2 separate regions of the Gossypium raimondii genome follow, and region 1 is linked to region 2. A link is a contact called in public Hi-C data. All regions are on one chromosome and are shown on one strand. Each heading gives the region's core, a stretch centred on a gene start, on an enhancer-like site or on the middle of the called end of the contact. The rest is flanking DNA. Distances are from core to core; before and after follow the strand shown. Region 1 holds the start of LOC105790983 (probable alpha,alpha-trehalose-phosphate synthase [UDP-forming] 11). Region 2 holds the start of LOC105790976 (E3 ubiquitin-protein ligase XBAT32).

Region 1 (5,350 bases), core at 578-3,077, 320 kb after region 2:
TTTCTAACTTTATAAAAAGTTATTTTAGCTATTTATTTAATTTTATTTTTTAATAGTTAAACTTGTGTTGTTTATCAAATTATCCTAAAATGGATGGAAAAATTAACGTCTGTTAACTTGGTTGATGCGTAATTCACGTGTATACCAAGTTAGCAATTAATTAATTTTATAAAATTTAAAAATATTAAATTTTTTATAATTTTAATATAATTAATTTTTTGAAAATTTTAAAGTTAAAAAAATTTAATAATGACGTTTACATGAATGCCATGTGAGTAAAGTTAAAATATGTTAACTTTTTCATATATTTTGAAATAATTTGACAAACAATATAAGTTAAAAAATTTTAAAAAATAAATATAATGCTAAAATAATTTTAATTAAAATACTAAATATGATTAAGCGATAAAATTATGAATATGTACATGAAAAACAATAAATTATGGATTTTGTTGGAAAGGCATAACATAACCTAATCCCATCCCATCCATTATCACTATGAAACCTTACAACAATTTTTGAAGGAAAGAAATGTCCTAGGTTGGTGAGTGACGTGGCAGCTCATAAGTGGTTGACAACACTAACTCCGAAGATACGCGAATCTGCCCCGTCATCAGTCGAAGACACGTCCGTGACTTTGGCTTCGTTTAACAACCCAAACACGCCACATTTCCACTAAAATAATTCCACCTGGCAATCTCTACCTCCCTTTAATTTATTGCACGTGAAATTTAATTAATAATAAATAAAAAAAACAACTTTGTTCAAGTGTTTTTCCCTGAACCTCGTCACGGATAATGAAAATAAAAATAAAATAAAAATAGAATATGTTTACTCCATCTATAAAAAACTAAAATAAAATATTTGAAAAAATCCAAAAGAAAAAGAGAAGTCCTTTGACAGAGAGAGAGAGTCTGATGGATAGGCGTCTAGAGTTGAAATCTTTACACGTGCCAGCGATGAGAAAATTCATGACCGAGTAAATCTGTGTAGCGATTTCGGACACGTTTCTTTCTGATTTTTTTTTTGACGTGCTACTTTTCGAAATTAATAAAAAAATCTTCCTTTCTATTTGGTTATCGCTATTTAAGAGTGTAAAATATATATAAAAAAATACATAATTGTCCCTTTTGCTCCAAAAAATCAGCACCTTGATTAATGGCAGAATGAAGGTGTTAACCTAATCCTTAATACTTCTTAATAAATGATGCATATAATACTAATGCTGTTTTAATTCTCAAATCATAAGTAACCTTTCTTTTTGTGATTTTATCAATGTATACAAATTTTGTTAGCACGCTTAAAATTAATGCAAAAGATTATTTTACTTAGTGTATTAAAATCAAATAAAAATATATTAAGTATTTTGATTTCTATATCACTGCTTTTATCATTTTTTTAAATAACCTATTTGAATAGCTTAATTAATACAACCCATAGCATAATAAAAGAAATGCTAGCTAACATTTAATGTCAATGATTAAATATTTAATCGCACCATTAGTGATTCGATAAGCACTAATCCAAAATCACATTAAAAATACGTAAATCTTAGTCTTACTTATCCCTATCTCTCATTTATTATTGCTTTTATTTTTTTTAACTTTAAAAATTTTTAAAGGCAAAGAACAAAATTATGAAGTAGTAAAATAAAAGTAACCGCGGGCGAACAGTGGATCGGACATAAAGAGTCGGTTACAGTGAGGAGAGAACCTGATGTACCCAAGTTCAGAAGATAATGGTGTAGACGCATTGAATCAGGACCGTTGGAACCATGCCTTGACGTACTCACGCACATATATAATATTTTCTCTCTTTCTCTCACTCTTTTCGTTCTTATCCTCAGCCTGCTTCTTTCCTTGCTTAAGAGCTCTTTCTCTCTCTTTTTCCTCCGTTTCTTGGGTTCCTTTATGGAATGTGTATCCATATCTTTGATTTAAATCGCTGCCAAGATTCATATTTCTTTGTAATAATGCTCTTCTGTAAATGCCTTTTAACAGAACCCTAAAGCTGCAACCTTCCCTTCTCAGAGAACGTATAGAAAGAAAACAACACCAAAGAATTAAACTCCCTTCTTCATTGATTTTTTGAATACCCCTGTATTGGTTCTTTGATTCCTTTTCTTCTTCTTCTTCTTCTTCTGTTTTCTATGTTTGTATAGAATTTCACATACGGAGTTGGGTTTCTTCGCTTGAAACATGGTTTCTAGTTGCTGCTTAGACCAATTAAATTTATTGTCTACCGATGATTTTCGAGTCATGAATCGGATCCCGCGAGTCATGAAGGTATCAGGAGTCATATCTGATTTCGGAGAAGATCAGCAAGCTATGCCACGGAAAAGGGTTATTATCGTTTCCAACCAGTTGCCTTTACGTGCGTGGAGGGACTCGGTCTCCAATGAATGGTGCTTTGAATTTGACGAGAATGATCTCCTTGCTCTGCTGAGAGACGCTTTCCCTCCTGATACAGAGGTGCGATACGTTGGGACGTTGAAAGCTGATGTAGACACAGCGGATCAAGAGGAGGTGGCTCAAGTTCTGCACGACAAGTTCAGTTGCGAAACCATATTTCTGCCCGTGGATATGCGGAACGAGTTTTATCATGGCTTTTGTAAACACTATCTATGGCCTTTGTTTCATTACATGATGCCCATGACGGGGAACGATGGGGGACGTTTCGATCGTTCACAGTGGATGGCTTACGTGTCTGCTAATAGAATATTTGCTGATAAAGTTCTGGAAGTAACGGATAGAGATGATGAAGATGAAGATCATGTTTGGGTGCATGATTATCATCTTATGGCTTTACCTACTTTCTTGAGGAGACGGTCTAATAGGGTAAAGCTTGGCTTTTTTCTACACAGTCCATTTCCTTCATCTGATATGTATAAAACTTTACCTGTTAGAGATGAAATTCTTAGAGCTTTGCTAAATTGCGATTTGATTGGCTTCCATACATTCGATTACGCTAGGCATTTCTTGTCTTCTTGTCGAAGGATTTTGGGCTTGCATTCTGAGTCCAACAGGGGTCACATTGCATTAGAATATTATGGGAGGACTGTGACTATTAAGATTTTGCCTGCTGGGATTCATATGGGGCAACTTGAATCTATGATGTCCGAGGAAAGCACCCTTAGGATGGCTAAGGAGCTGAAGCATAAGTATGAGGGGAAAATTATGATGGTTGGCGTCGATGATTTGGACTTGTTTAAGGGAATTCCTCAGAAATTTTCAGCCATGGGGGAGCTTTTGGAAACGAATCAGGAATTGAGGGGCAAAGTGGTGTTAGTACAGATTACAAACCCGGCGAGGAGTTTAGGCCGGGATGTGCAACAACTTCTGGATGAGGCCAATAGCATTGCCAAGGAGGTCAATAACAAATATGGGGAACCTGGATACCAGCCAATAGTTTTCCTCAAGGGACCTGTCACTACACAAGAGAAGCTTGCATATTATGCAGTTGCCGAGTTTTGTGTGGTGACTCCTGTAAGAGATGGGATGAATTTGGTGCCATACAAGTATACTGTTTGTAGACAGGGCTGCCCTGCTTTAGATAGGGCATTGGGGGTCGATGAAAACTCGCCTCCCAAGAATAGTGTCATCATTGTCTCTGAATTCATTGGCTGCTCACCCTCTCTAAGTGGGGCAATCCGTGTCAATCCATGGAATATTGATGAAATGGCTAATGCAATGTATAGAGCCATTGATTTGTCGGAGACGGAGAAACATTTGCGCCATGAGAAGCATTACAAGTATATTAGCTCTCATGATGTTGCTTATTGGGCTCGGAGTTTTGATCAGGACCTCGTGAGAGCTTGTAGGGATCATTATCACAAGAGGTATTGGAGAGTTGGACTTGGTTTAGCGTTTAGGCTTGTTGCTTTGGAGCCTAACTTCAGGAAGCTCCTAGGGGATACTCTCAACTCTGCCTACAAGATAACCAGTAGCCGATTGATCCTTTTGGACTACGATGGCACTATGATGCCTCCAACTTCAGTGAACAAGGGGCCTAGTCATGAGGTTATTTCGGTTTTGAATCGTTTATGCGATGACCCCAAAAACATTGTTTTCATTGTGAGCGGCAGGGACCGGGATACCCTAAGCAAGTGGTTTTCTTCATGTGAGAAATTGGGTATTGCAGCCGAGCATGGATACTTTACAAGGTAACGTTTTAAATTTGTGCTCATATGATCCAAGATATGTTGCAATTTCTGTTTCTTGATTGATAATATCTTTTCTTCCATGGGTAGGTGGACTAGGGATTCCGCATGGGAAACCTACCGCTCGGTGGACTTGAGTTGGAAAGAGGTTGTTGAACCTATAATGCAACTTTACATGGAGGCAACTGATGGGTCATGCATAGAGAACAAAGAAAGTGCAGTCGTCTGGCACCATCAAGATGCCGACCCTGATTTCGGTTTATTCCAAGCTAAGGAGCTTCATGATCACTTGGAGAATGTTCTAGCCAATGAGCCCGTTGTTGTTAAAAGGGGGCAACACATAGTTGAGGTTAAGCCACAGGTACAAAGTGTTTTCAGAAGCTTATACCAGTAGTTAGAGAGCATATTCTAAATTGTATTACTTCAGTGAATTACATACAAGGGTTTGTTTTGTGTGGAAGTGCAGGGACTGAGCAAAGGCATTGTTGCGGAAAATCTGATATCAAGCATGAGAAGTAAGGGCAAATCACCAGATTTTCTGCTTTGCATAGGAGATGATCGTTCAGATGAAGATATGTTTGAGAGCATTGCTCGCTCATCTGCCAACCCTACCTTACCGGCCATAGCAGAGATATTTGCTTGCACTGTTGGGCAAAAACCAAGTATGGCAAAATATTATGTTGATGACATTGTTGAAGTCATTGGACTGCTTCGAGGGATTCCGGAAGCAACAGTACAGCCAAACTGACTTAGAGAAAATTAGTGAAAAAAAAAATCGAAACAAAAGGAACAATGTTTACAAAAGGATTTATTTAGGGCTAATGGCATATAGGAAACCTTGTGCAGACAATACTTTTTAACAGATTTCATTACCTAGAAATGCTACACCGCTGGTTCATGTTCTTTTATTATACCTATATCAATATCAAGCAAATTTCTTGTCTAAGAATCCGCCTTGTCTTTGTACACTTCCATTTATCATCTTTGTCACCTGCAAATGTTACAAGACCGAGAAACATTCATTCCAATCTCTTTCCATAAGCTTCAATTATATTCAAAGTTGTTGGATGTAATCGAGACGCTAACCTTTAGCTTGATTAAATTTTATTTTTTAAACTATGATAAAAATTGAACTAAAATATTCTCATGATCAATTACTTGAACTCGAACTAGATTTTTGTAAAGTTATAA
Region 2 (5,283 bases), core at 2,724-5,223:
AGAGCTCCTGGACAAGGTATATTGTACAAGAATCATGGACACAGTAGAGTGTTTTATAGAAGCAGACTGGACAGGATCGAAAGTTGACTAAAGGTCCACTACAGGATATTGTGTATTCATTGGAGGAAATTTGGTGTCGTGGAAGAGTAACAAACATAATGATGTATCCCGATCCAGTGCAAAATCAGAATATATAGTCAGGGCTCAGTTTGTTTGTGAAATCATGCGGATACATGATCTCATGATTGAAATAGGCCTGAAGTCTTCATTACCAGCAAAATTATGGTGCAATAATCAGGCTGATCTCCATATTGCCTCAAATCCAATATTTCATGAACCAACAGAACGCATAGAAGTTGATTGGCATTTCATTAATGAAAAAATGCAAGAGCTGGTATCTACCAGTTACCTAAAAACTGAAAATCAACTTCGTGACATTTTCACAGAAGCTCTCTTCGAGAATCGGTTTCAATTTCTTTGTAACAAGCTAGGCATGATTACTATTTATGCTCCAGCTTGAGGGGGAGAGTTAACAGGTTGTAAATATGTTGTACTGTAAGTATCTTATATTTAGGGATTCTAGCAGATAATTAGGATTAAATTTTGTACTCTTTCCTTTATAGTATTTTCAATATCAGTACAAATACTCACATCAATGGATAAAGAGAAATGATCTTCTCCTTACTTTTTACATTTTCTAGCATCTTGTCTTAGTCTTATTCTTAGTCTTGCTTCTTTCTATACCTCATTTCGTTTTAACCCATAAATGCAAAAAAATGGTCTGCAGGTCAGAAAGGGAGATTTAGAAAAATGGTAAATGAAATTTCTTAAGGAGGGGAAGGAGCAGAAAGAAAACTAAACAGCGAAAACCTTCAGTGTATCTATTAAAGACCATTCAAAAGTGAAATTGATTTTATAATTACATGCTCCGAAATTCCAATCAAGAAGGCAGTTAACTGATAGCAGCCTGTGCTTAAGGACTCTGTGCGCCCTTTTTACTAACCACTCTTATCAAAGCAGCATCTTAGTTGATTTCTTTTTCTAACTTCGTGCTTTTGAGGTGAAAACATATTATTAGTAATACATTTTAGCAGAAGTTAATGTAACAATGATGCATGGCATTTAAACATGATAAGAGTCACAGTAACATACCCATTTACAGTAGTGGTAGTAATACTGGCACCCCTGGCTATCAAAATCTGAAAGATCATACATCAAGATTATAAGTTAGAAATTGAATAGAGAGAGAGAAAAAATCAGTCATGAATGATATTAGTACGTGATTGAATTTCTTCTAGTTCCCTGTTTCTGGTTGTGATGCTGCAGAGAGCAAGGACATACCTGACAACATTGTGCATTTCCACCACAAGCAGCATAGTGAAGAGCAGTGCTCCCAGCACCTGCAAAGGTAACAAATTTAATGAGGCTACTATTTTAGGAGAAAAATAAGTCTAATATCAAGAGAACATAAAGGAGAAAACACAGATTGTTGGGGAGAAGACTTATTAGCTCAATAGCATTTGAAGTTTTCCTACCTATGCTATGAACCATAACATTCTAAATGATCACCTAAAAGGCCCTCAAGTCTGATCGGATTGTAAAGGCTTTACTAATGAATATATAAATGACAGACACTTGAGAAGAGAAGTCAGTCTGCAGTTTCAAAGCCTCAAAAACATTTAGAAACGGACAAGTGGGGGAGTTTTAGCCATCCAGGGACTAACTGCTTTTGTATTTATGTACAGCTTCTTATCAGATTGGAAGAAGTGTACTAAATTACCAATAAACAGGAACTCCACCTATATATTGTAATTTTGATGTGCATTGGTGGCCTGGAAACCGGAAAGGCAAAATGGAAAAGAAGGGAAAGAGAAAGTGACATTGAAGAACAATAATTATTGAACAAAGAAAACCAAGGCAGAGGATAAAAAGAGGATAAAGAGGGGATCCCTGATGAACATGAAAAAAGTGCAATGCAGAATTAATTTGCCGCTTAATAATGATTTTGCTGTTATTGCTCAATGACAAAAAGCTGCAAAACAATAGACTGAATCAAGCGAGACTGGACAAAATGAATGTTTGAATTCTGAATTACCTATTAGATCAATCGTCGTTCCATCTTCTACAGTGACCTCAGCAACAGAAGCTCCCAAATCCAGGAGCAGCTGAACACTTTCAACATGTCCATTCAAGGCTGCCATATGAAGAGCAGTGACACCGCCATCAGCAGGTTTATTGATAACCTCGCGAAGAGCACTGGAAGGTCAAGATGAAACTGAGAATGAATGAATGAAAACAGAAAGTAGACATAAGAAGCAATAACGAGGATTAATATATATTTACCTCTCATCAAAATCTGAAGTAGATTCTTTATCTTTTGATTTGTTTGTTAATATATTCCAACAATCAGGAATGCTAGGAATATAATCTGCAAGAAGGAGCCTTATGCACCGGGAATGACCATTCAAGGCAGCCAAGTGGAGTGCAGTACCCCCATTAAGATAATCTGCTCTGTGAATCTAAGAACCATTTCAGCACAAACTTCACTTGTCATAATCAAATTCCAATCAAGTTTGAAAACCATACAGATCTATAGCAATAGAGGAAACTAAACTTTCAAGTAACAATCTTACATTGGCCCCAAAAAGAATCAAAATTTGAACAACCTCCCAGTGTCCATATTGACAAGCTTGCATCAGAGCAGTCTGTAGATCACAGTTATTAAGCAAAACTTAAAACAAACAATAGTAACCCAGGAAACCTAAACTAAATTATGTCTGAGAAACCCAAAAGCCACATGAATAATAACTGGTTGGCAAATTTAGAAATGGACTCAAATAATGGATGAGAGAAAAAAGAAACAGAGAATACAAAATTGAATTACCTGACCCCGATAGTTCCTGAGGTTAATATCTACTCCAGACTCAAGCAAGAGCGAAACTATCTGATATAAAAATGAAAAGAAAAAAAATCAGCATTACGGTTAATTTGGAAGAAACGTTTCCAGGCAGAAATTTAAGGTATTGAATACCTCATGGTGACCCTGAGCAGCAGAGTAATGGAGAGGCGAATTGCGAGCTCCAAAAGTTGAATACCTTGCAAGTCTTGGATTGTATTCCAATAAAGCCTTGGCTTCTTGAAGATCTCCATCTCTTGCTGCGGAAACTAGGCGTTCCCCAGATGCGGAACATCCAAAGGAGTTCCCCACAAAGCTTAGAAATCTCATTGATGAGCTTCTCTGTCTGTTCTAAATGCCTAAAAAACGGTGCACCACAAAACCTCTCCTAAATCATAATCCTCAAACCATCCAAATCTTGCGAAATAGACCAAACCAATAACAATGAAGCCTTCCAAAATACATCTAAGAGAAGTTCTAACAGTCAATGTTTCATTTCCTTAAATGGATTGCCACCTTTTTAATTTTGACATCAGAAGAAGAACCTTGCCTGCAATTACTTTAAAAAAGAAAAAAAAATCAGGATGTGACTGTTTTATGGATTAATAAATTGTCTCGTGCTTTTCAAGATGGAACCAAACAAACAAAAAGTTATAAATTCTTCTGACTCTAAGAAAGAAATAAAGATTCCTATCTTTCAAAGTCAAATCCCCATCAAATAAACATCTACAATCTCTAGAATCTCCATTGCGGTCAGATTCCCACTAACAAATACCCAGCTTCAAAATTATCAGGATGACCCAAAATCTGCAAAACCCAATTCCAGATACTCCTAAAAGAATCGGAATTTAAAAGACCCTGATCAAAATAGCATCCTCTCTCTCTCTCTCCCCCCTTTAACAATTGATCAACGTTGAAGCCCTTTAGAAAAGGACTTGACCAAATGGAAGACACGTTTGTACTTAAATGTGGAATAATGGGATGCGGATATAATGTAACCGAAATTGAAATTTGCTACAAATAAGAGAAAGAAAGATCTAAACGGGAGATAAAAATGGGAAATGTTTTTATGAAGACAGCAACCTTTTACTGCAACCTCAACCACTAAATTGACCCGTAAGAACACTTCAAAAATAAAAAATAAATAAAAGCGTGTCCCTATGATTGGCTATTATTGGCCAATTGGCAGTCAACGTTGCTAGTAAGTTCAGGGGTTTTTCTCATTTCTCGGTGAAAGGAAAGTTTATTTCATTGTCAATTATAACTTACAACAAGGTACTAATAAAAGTCAGCTCATCTAGTTGCCAAATCCCATGGTTTTTGTTAACTTTTGGGGGTGTTTAAGATATGAAAATTATATAAAACCTCTTTCGAAACAAAATAGCTAGCGAAAGATAGATGACTGAATGACTTGCAGTCAAATTGATCCAACTATTAATGTTATGGGTGACCATGTAAGACTTGAGTTGGATTTCTGGTTGAAGATACTTCATGCGTTTGAGGCCTGAAGCAATGGCGGTGCCTTCAATTGGACTCCATTTGGATTTTAGAAATTTTAGATTAGTGGTTTCTAACAATGTGGATAGAAAGAATTGTACGGCCTAGGTTTCATTGTAAGTTACACAACCCTGCGGAGAATGGCATGCTGCAGCTGTACGACATCATACATGGGATGGGATGGGAGGCACCTAATTTCATTTGGGTACCAGTTTTTCTTAAGATTATGATTCCATAATAAGTGATAACTTTTAAATTTTAAAGTTTGATATATAAAAAAATTATTTTCTTTAGAATCTAATTTTTATTTAAAAAATATTATAAACAAAATTAAACTTATTTATTTTTATTAGAGTTGTATAATCCAAATTCCTATTAAATAAAATAAGATATTGCTTGCAAGTTAAATTAAAATATATATATATTTTTCTAGAAAATTTAGTATTTATTAGTATAATATATTTAACATTTATTAGTATAATTTATTTAACCTACAATTTAGATTATAAAGAGACTATTTTACAACCTTAGAAAATACATCCATTAAATATTAGAACTTATAACAGCTTTTAGAGAATTTTGTATTTACGTTTTAAGGGTTCTTTATTTTCGAGTTTTGGGATTTAGTTTTTATCTTCATCTTTTGTACTCTTCGTTCTTTTACCATTATAGTAAAATTATATTTACTCGTGACTTTTTATCCTCTTTGGAAGGGTTTTTCCACGTTAAATTTGTGTTCAATTTCTCAATTTCTTTTGCTATTTTTACTTATTCATTACATAATTGGGTTGGTCCTCAACAAGTGATATCAAAGCTAGATCAATTTTCATATATCAACCCGTTCAGATATGGCAGCAGCAGGGTTTGACACTGAGAAGTTCGATGGTATC

The links. Hi-C and Micro-C count contacts between places; a contact is called where the count stands out from the background.
Region 1: a Hi-C map of leaf shows a contact between it and region 2, with 3 times the contacts expected there. The contact joins the promoter of LOC105790983 here to the promoter of LOC105790976 in region 2. A contact is called at or near these places in 2 of 2 Hi-C or Micro-C datasets (both in leaf).

What each region holds. Positions count from the first base shown.
Region 1 is chr8:19,875,650-19,880,999 of ASM2569854v1, forward strand. It overlaps LOC105790983 (probable alpha,alpha-trehalose-phosphate synthase [UDP-forming] 11), which reads left to right and starts at 1,828. Exons shown (of 3, transcript XM_012618806.2): 1 at 1,828-4,162; 2 at 4,250-4,520; 3 at 4,626-5,108. The coding sequence starts at 2,199. The coding sequence ends at 4,907.
Region 2 is chr8:19,550,405-19,555,687 of ASM2569854v1, forward strand. LOC105790976 (E3 ubiquitin-protein ligase XBAT32) reads right to left here and starts at 3,974. Exons shown (of 10, transcript XM_012618794.2): 1 at 3,032-3,974; 2 at 2,885-2,944; 3 at 2,634-2,705; 4 at 2,344-2,519; 5 at 2,096-2,256; 6 at 1,342-1,400; 7 at 1,153-1,199. The coding sequence starts at 3,226.